2 separate regions of the Gossypium arboreum genome follow, and region 1 is linked to region 2. The links are chromatin contacts, called in public Hi-C maps. All regions are on one chromosome and are shown on one strand. Each heading gives the region's core, a stretch centred on a gene start, on an enhancer-like site or on the middle of the called end of the contact. The rest is flanking DNA. Distances are from core to core; before and after follow the strand shown.

Region 1 (4,174 bases), core at 1,328-3,827, 210 kb before region 2:
ATTTAAAACATAATTAAAGCAATGCATTATTTACATAAGAACTTACCTCGGTACAAAATAGTAGAAATAGGACCTACTCGTCAAACACTTTGTTTTTCCCCCGATTTAGGTCCGAACCTCGTTTCTCTTGATTTATAATAGCAAATTTAACTCATTTATTATTCACATTATTTAATTCAGCCCAAAAATTACGTTATGGCAAAATTACATTTTGCCTCTAAACTTTGACATTTTTATACTTTGGTCCCTAGGCTCGTAAAATGAAATAAATTCAATTTCTTAGATTCTCAAGCCTAGTCAAACCTCTTTCATGCTTATAAAAGCTCACAATTTTCATTTAATCGCACTTTTACACACATTTTATAACCTTTTTACAAATTGGTCCTTTTGACATTTTCATCAAAAATCACCTAGCAAAAGTTGTTTATGACACACCAAACACACATTTTCTACCATTAGGCATCAAAATACACACATATCTAACATGGTTCAAACCCTAGACCTTAATCATTTCTCAAATTAATGGTAGAAATAGATAGATCGAGTGATAATGACTTCAAAAATGTAAAGAACATTAAAAACGGGGCAAGAACGGACTTACAATCGAGCTTGAAAGTGGCCAAACCCTAGCTATAGCTTCCCTTCTAAATTTTGACACAAGCATGAAGAAGATGGACTATATTTTGGCTTGATTTTTTCTTTTTAATTCATTTAGTTACTAAATGACCACAATGCCCTTTTCTTAAAACACTAAAATTCTCTTACCTCATGTTTATTTTTGTCCAACTTAAAGTAAAATGGTCTAATTACAATCTAAGGACCTTCCATGTAAAATTTCAAAGAAATTTGACACCTCTAGTACGTAGAACTCAACTTTTTCATTTTTTACAATTTAGTCCTTTTTTGCTAAATTGAATGCTCAAACGTCAAAATTTTTGAACGAAATTTTCATGAAATCATTCCAGAAAATTTTAAACCATAAAAATGTGATAAAAAAAGTTTTACTACGTCAGATTTGTGGTCTTGAAACCACTGTTCCGACTAGGCCCAAAATCGGGCTGTTACACTAGAAGTCTTCTAACTTCTAAGCATAGATTCGACTTAGTTAATTCCCTGCATAGTTCAAGATAGGCCCGTGGCAGGCTTTGGCAAAGATGGCATTGTGGAAATACGAGTTAAGCTGGAGATTTGTTGAGTATGCCTCATATTTCAATCAAATTTGAGAGATAATCTTCCAATTAAACTTTGTTTTTTTGTTTCAGTTAAATTCTGATTAGTCTAGATTATTTTATTAGTATTTGACCTACGAATTTAGCCTATAAATAGGCTCTTTTACAACTTTAGAAAATACACCTATTAAATATTGAACTCATAACACTTTTGGAGAATTTTGTGTTTAGGTTCTGAAGGTTCTTTGTTTTCAGGTTTTGAGGTTTAGTTTTTATTTTCATCTTTTATACTCTTCGTTCTTTTTCCATTACAGTAAAAATATCTTTGCCCGTGGTTTTTTTATCCTCTTTGGGGGGGTTTTTTCACGTTAAATTTTTGTATTCAATTTCTCAAATTTTTCCGCTATTTTTACTTGTTCGTTGCTTAATTGGGTTGATCCCCAACACTAGTGTGGCCAATTGATTTCCAAAACAATCTATCCATCCGGATTAAAGAAAATAAATTACTAAAAATAAAAAAATTAAAGAAATTATAAAATTAATTCAATCGCCAGTTCAACTGGTTTTTTTAGCTCGATTCAAGTAGTCCGTACCGATTCTAGGTTAACTAGATTTTTATCTCTCATCAGACCAATACCCAACTAGTTCTTGATCCAATCAATCCGATTCGATTTAGATAACATTGAATTTTGAAAGTTTTATATTTAAAAATATTTTTAAAAATATCTTTTTATTTTTTATTTTTATTTTAAAGAGTTTTATTTTTACTAAAATTATATTTTTTAAATATTTATTTTTTAAATAAGAAAAATATATTTTTAAAATTTTATAAAAAAATAATGTACTTTTGAAGCGTATGGACCAAATTGATAAAAACTATAAATATTGAGGGCTAAAAAAGTTTAAAATTTTAAAAATTTGTAGACCTGTGAATTAGAAGAGACTGGTTGAACTAAATTAAAAATCAGTTGAACTAGCAATTAAACCAATTTTATAATTTTTATTATAAGTTTTAATAATTTATTTGCTTTGAACCAGCTTATATTGGTTATTCTAGGAACCAATTGGTTAGGCCAATTCAAAATCGATTCAACTATCGATTCAACCAATTTTAAGCTTATTTCAATTAGTTTGTACCAGTTCGTTAGTCAACTAATTTTTACGTCTCGCCGAATTGATACCCTAATCGATTCCCTATCCGGTCCGATTTATATAACATTGAATTTTATAATTTTTTATAATTTTTTATAATTTTAATGAGTTTTATCTTTTTTAATAATTTTTTATTTTTAAGAATTATTTTATTTTTGACATTGTTAACTTTAATAGTAAAATTAAATGGAGGACTAAGATTTTTAAATAAAAAATAATTTGGGATATTTAAACCAAAAATATAATTCAAACCACAATAGAGACGGGTTACACTTGAATAAATTCTGCATCCGGACTTGTACTTTGAAGCCACCCCTCCCATCCTTACAGTAGAAGACACCAAGACCGGAAAAGTACAATCCTAATAGCTAAGCTAAGGTCGGTTTAAATTCTTAAAACACCTATTTCCTAGCTTCCCTGCAATTAGATTCGGACACGTGTACTACAAACCGGCATTACAAAAATTTTCCACTAATTAACCCATGCCTCCCCCACTCACTCCCTCTCTAATAATAATAAACATAAAATAAAAGAATATGCGTTGAGTAATCAATCGGTTTCTTTACACACGAAGGTAGTTTTCGTAATTAATCGGAGAATTTCAGTGAATATCGAGCTCCTCAGGTTCGTTAATTTTAAATATTCCGATTTGCCGTGTTATTAGGGTTTTTTCCCCCCAGATTTTCCTCATGTTTAGGTTGTCATGTTTTATTCTTTTTTCACATTCCGTGTGTTTGTGTGTGTATGGGTTTTTTTTTTTTTTCGTTTAATCCGTAGATGATATATCTCAAAGTTTATAGCTCTGTATTGCGATGAAGCATGTTAGCTATTAGAAATAGGATCTGAATTTCGATTTCTTTCTTTCTCTTTAGTTTTCCCAGCAGCCAAATACAAGGTTACAATGCTCTCTCCTTTCTCCAATATTGTTTTTAGAAAGCATTGACTATATTTCTCGTCTATGTTTGAATGTGATATTACAAGCTTTCTGAGGTAATTATAATTGTGCTTTTATTTAATATTTTAGGGATAAACTCATGGCAACTGCAACTATGGCTACCGCAGCTGGTGCAGCTGCTCTTCTGTACTATACATTGAATCGTAAATTGCAGACAGATAGGTCTGGTAACGATGACAATGAAAATGGAAGTGATTTGTCCAATAATCCTTCTTCAGGGCTTGATCGCGTTTCGCATAGGTTAATTCAAGCTCCTGCAACGTGGGTAGAGACGATTTCTACTTTGTCTGAAACTCTTAGGTTTACATACTCTGAGACTCTAGGGAAGTGGCCCATTGGAGATTTGGCATTTGGGATCAACTTCTTATTGAAGAGGCAGGTACCGTATGCATCCTTTGATTTTTATTGCTGCTGTAATGTTTGATGCCATGATTATTTTATTGGTTTCATTTACTCTGTTTTGAGGACTGTAAAACAGATTGGCTAGTAACTAGAATACGAGTGTTTGGGAGGGGTGGGGGAAGTTGTTTTTAAAGAAGTTGGCAGTTTCATTTACATACGAGAGATGATGGGTGTTGGACTAATGCTAGTTTTTCTGCCAAATTTCATGATTCTGCTCCAGTTAGTTTAAATCTACTATCATTCGACTTTCTTGTTAATTACAGTGTTCATATCAGAATCATGAGTTCAGAATTCTGAATCCTTTTGTTATGCCACTACCATCATGAACCTAACTTACATTTCGAATTTTGTGTTGAGATTTATAAGTAAGGTTTTTAATCTAAAGGATGAATCCAGTGCAATGGATTTTGGTTTGTTTTTATGTCATTATCTGTTTTGTACTTAATCCATGCATGGTTCTCACAGTTAGGAGTCAAGACCTATCATGCCTCTGTGC
Region 2 (3,994 bases), core at 826-3,325:
TGTATTTTGTATATTATAATATTTAACTTTTTATATAGTTTATTTTCAAATATATATTTTCTATGCATGTATATATATTATATTATCATTTCATGTATTTTAAACTATTGCATTATATTTTTTATAATTTGTAAATATTCTATTTATTCATTTTTTAGTGTATGTCATTTATCTTATTTATGCATAGTTTCATTTTTTTATGTTATGTTTAATTATTTCTTTTATGTTCTATTTTATGATATATATTATTATATAATTTTACATGTATTATATTTTTCTTTTAGTTTACTCATATTTTTATTTGTTTATTAACTTATATTTACCTTAGTATGATTTTTTTATTAAACTTCTACTCATGTTATTTAGTTGTCTTAATGATATTATTTATGTTTGTATAAAAAGTTAGAATATTTTATACATCTATATTTCATAATGCATTAATATGTCATCCTAAAACGTTATTTAAAATAATACTCCAAGAATTTTTTAAAAAATAAAAGCTATGCTTAATGTTTAAAATTTCGAAATAATGCCCTAACATGTTAAGTTACGATTTTCATTTGTCTAAATGCTTAAAATATCTGTCTAAATGCTTAAAATATCATTCTAAATAGATTTTGTAAATCACGAAATAATTTCAATTACGAAAATTTAAAAATATCATGTCTTATCATATTAGATGTAATGTTTATATTCTTTTAGAGCTAAAGAATTTCAATTTTTTTTAACTTAAATAATTTCAATTTAAAAAATCTTATTTTTTAAATCCTTTCAAATTTTTGACATTAAGACAAAAATCTATTCAATTTGGTACCAATTTTTAGAGTTGCAAGAGTGCTAATCCTTCCTTGTACGTAACCGACTCTCAAACCTATTTTTTTTAATTTTAATAAACTAAAACATTTTATAAAATGATTCAATCACACCTAGAAAAATTAATAACTCCCGTTTTCATTTTTCAAAAATCGATTCCCGTTTTTCAAACATCCCTTTAAAAAATAATTTCGATGCTGTTTCAGTGTTGAAGATAGCCTCCACGTCCTTCGTCACGGTCTTATATCAACAGAAGTGTGGCAAAAGTTACAGCTTTCCTGGGTAATTAATACTGCGAGTCAAAATATTTGGGAGTGGCTAACCTAGGTTTTCACGAGAGGGAATGATGAACAATGCCAGCTTTTCTGCTATGCTTTGTGGTTAATCTGGTTTTCCAGAAATCAATTTATTCATGAGAGAAAGAGCACGACTGGCACAGATCTAGCAAAAAGCGTACAGAGACATATGGAGGAATACGAAGGAATGCGATCAAAAAAGAGTCATGTTAATACCATCAAAAACCAAAGCGCTCAGGAAGACTCACCGAGTTTGACGGTTAAGTTTGATGCAGCTTTTAATGGCAGAAATTTCAAGTCAGCGACAGGTCTGGTAGCGTGGGGGATTAGGGGTGAACTATTGGCATTAAAGTCGAACCTTCACAGCAACGTGTCCGCATTTGCAGCAGAAGCATATGCATGTTATGAAGCCATTAAGTTAGGGATTTCCATGGGTTTGCAATCGGTTAAAATCATGGGGATTCCAGAACAGTTGTTAAAAAGTGTCAAACAACAACAAAAGACAAATCAGAGATCGGAGCGATTATCAGAGATATTCAAAATACAACAACCAGATTTCAAGAGATCCACTTCCAGTATATCCACAGATCAGAGAACTTGAGAGCTCATAGAATCGCAAAGAACACACTTGCAAGAGGAGAAAGATCGTACCTGACGGGAGAAGAACTACATGACCAGGCGTTCGGTTCGGCGGGGCGATGGCCACGATGCCCAGACTGAAGGACCTTTGAGACAAATGAGACTCCCAACCAGATAGCAGAAATGATTTATTTTTCTCTTTGGGAATTGTTATCATCAGAACGGGTGGTTTTTGAAATGAAAATGCGAGTAGTTTTAATGGGTGCCAGCAGTTTGAGTTGACCGGGGTGGATGAGTAGGTTTCCTGTTTTCTTTTCATTATCATTTATTGCTTCTGTCGTTCTTATCCAGTTAATAGTTCTTTTCTTTTTTTAATTCCTTTAGGAGGCCTCCACTATTAAACTGTCCAGTAAGGCCGTTCTTCTTTTGTATGTTCCTAGCCAGAGTAGGATTGAGCCCAATTGATCTGTTTGGGCCTATTTTAGTTTTCTTTTTCCAAATAAAGTACCCGGCCAATTTTAATTTCAAAAAAAAAAAAAATTATTCCCAAGATTTCGCATCATGAATTAAGGATTGTAATGTTTTTAATATTTGGGTTATGGATTGGAATATTTTAATGTTTTGTAACTACTTTGACTTTAGTTTAGTGTATTAGTCTTTCAATAATGTTTTAAAACATTCCAAGTTTTAGAGTCAATAAAATTAGCTTTGCTAATCTTTTAATTGAATTTATAATGTATAATGAATGTTTAAGATATTATCTATCTATAATATATATATAAAAGCATGAATTTAGATAAAGTTTTGAATAAATAAAAATATTCTCTCTTTTTTTATCATATTATTAGATTGACAACTAAAAATAATTATAATTTAATTTAAAAGTTTTAGTTTTTATTTAAGTATTGTAATAATTACAAATTGTATTGACATCTAAATATTAATATAAGGTTAACTTGAAGTAGTATTTGTGATCACCATTAAGTGTTGGGTGCATTTGGTAAGACCTATTACATTCTCAAAAGAATGTAAATTCAAATTTTGGAGACAAGATTATTGAAAATGGTAGTCACAAATCCCAAACACTATCTCAGTAAACCGAGATATAGCGAATAAAAAAAAAAAGTATGGTAATTAAAAATTTTACTTATACCGAAAAATTTGATTTAAGCTTTAAATATTTAGTAAATTTGTTAAAAATATTTTTGAAAGGATAAAATGTTTATTGTAGATTTGATATTATAAAGTAAAAATATAAATTTAAATAATATTCAAATTTATAATATTATGATATATAAAATACATCAACTTAAATTATTATAAAAATATTAAAATACTTTATTGTAACTCATTATTAATATTTTAATATATGAGACATAAATTTTAAATTTATTTTAAGTAATAAATATAATTTAATTTAAATCTTTTAATTGATATTTAAATCTAATTATAATTTAATTTAAGTTTATTAGAGGCAAAGTACTATGTTAAATCAATTAAAAGAAAGATTGTTGTAAAATTGAGTTTTATTTTATCCATTAATTATCACTTAATTAATATTAGAGAATATTATCAAATAGTTAAACACATTCAATCAAGTAGCATATGGAGATAATTAGTAATAATAAGTTAGTAGTCGAATCATATTCGAACAACAATAGTATCGAAAAGAGATTGAAAATTTATTTAATTGATTATAAGGTAATATAACATTAAATTTGTCCTCTTAGTTCCAAATTTCTATATTAATTTTAATAATTTATATATTAATTCAATTTTATTTTATCTAATTATTTAATATTTTATTATCAATTATTTTCTATTTTCATTACTTTTAAAACATTTTATTCTCTAAATTATTTATCAAAAATAGTAGAATTTTATTATAAATTATACCTATGTTCATTTAATTAGTAAATATATATATTTTAAATTGTAAAATTATACCATTTAAAGAATTAGAAATATAAACACATAAAAATTACGTATAATATTTTTAAATAAATTAGTGAAACCGATTGGATTTTGCAAACCATGATTCTCTTATTAATAAAGCATGAAATTAACACGAGTAAAATAGTTTTTCTTAATTGAAAAAAATAACTTTTAAATTTTATAAAAATGTAATAAAAAATTAGCACTCATTAAAAAATAGTATATATTAATATAAATAATAAAGGGTGATAAAGAAAAGGAAAAAATAGCAGTCATGAGAAATTTCTAACCAACTTCTCCTCCAAATTAATTTTTTCAAAAATTCCCTGATTATTATTGTCAACGAACTTCTGCGTTGGAAAAACTGTCCC

What was found. A called contact is a pair of places that touch in the nucleus more often than the background predicts.
Region 1: a Hi-C map of leaf shows a contact between it and region 2, with 2.1 times the contacts expected there. The contact joins the promoter of LOC108470556 here to the promoter of LOC108473886 in region 2. A contact is called at or near these places in 2 of 5 Hi-C or Micro-C datasets (both in leaf).

What each region holds. Positions count from the first base shown.
Region 1 is chr6:16,539,733-16,543,906 of ASM2569848v2, reverse strand. LOC108470556 reads left to right here and starts at 2,577. Exons shown (of 8, transcript XM_053030190.1): 1 at 2,577-2,699; 2 at 3,346-3,655. The coding sequence starts at 3,356.
Region 2 is chr6:16,330,911-16,334,904 of ASM2569848v2, reverse strand. LOC108473886 reads right to left here and starts at 2,075. Exons shown (of 2, transcript XR_008284268.1): 1 at 1,761-2,075. It overlaps LOC108470611 (cation/calcium exchanger 4-like), which reads left to right and starts at 3,871. Exons shown (of 1, transcript XM_017771970.2): 1 at 3,871-3,994.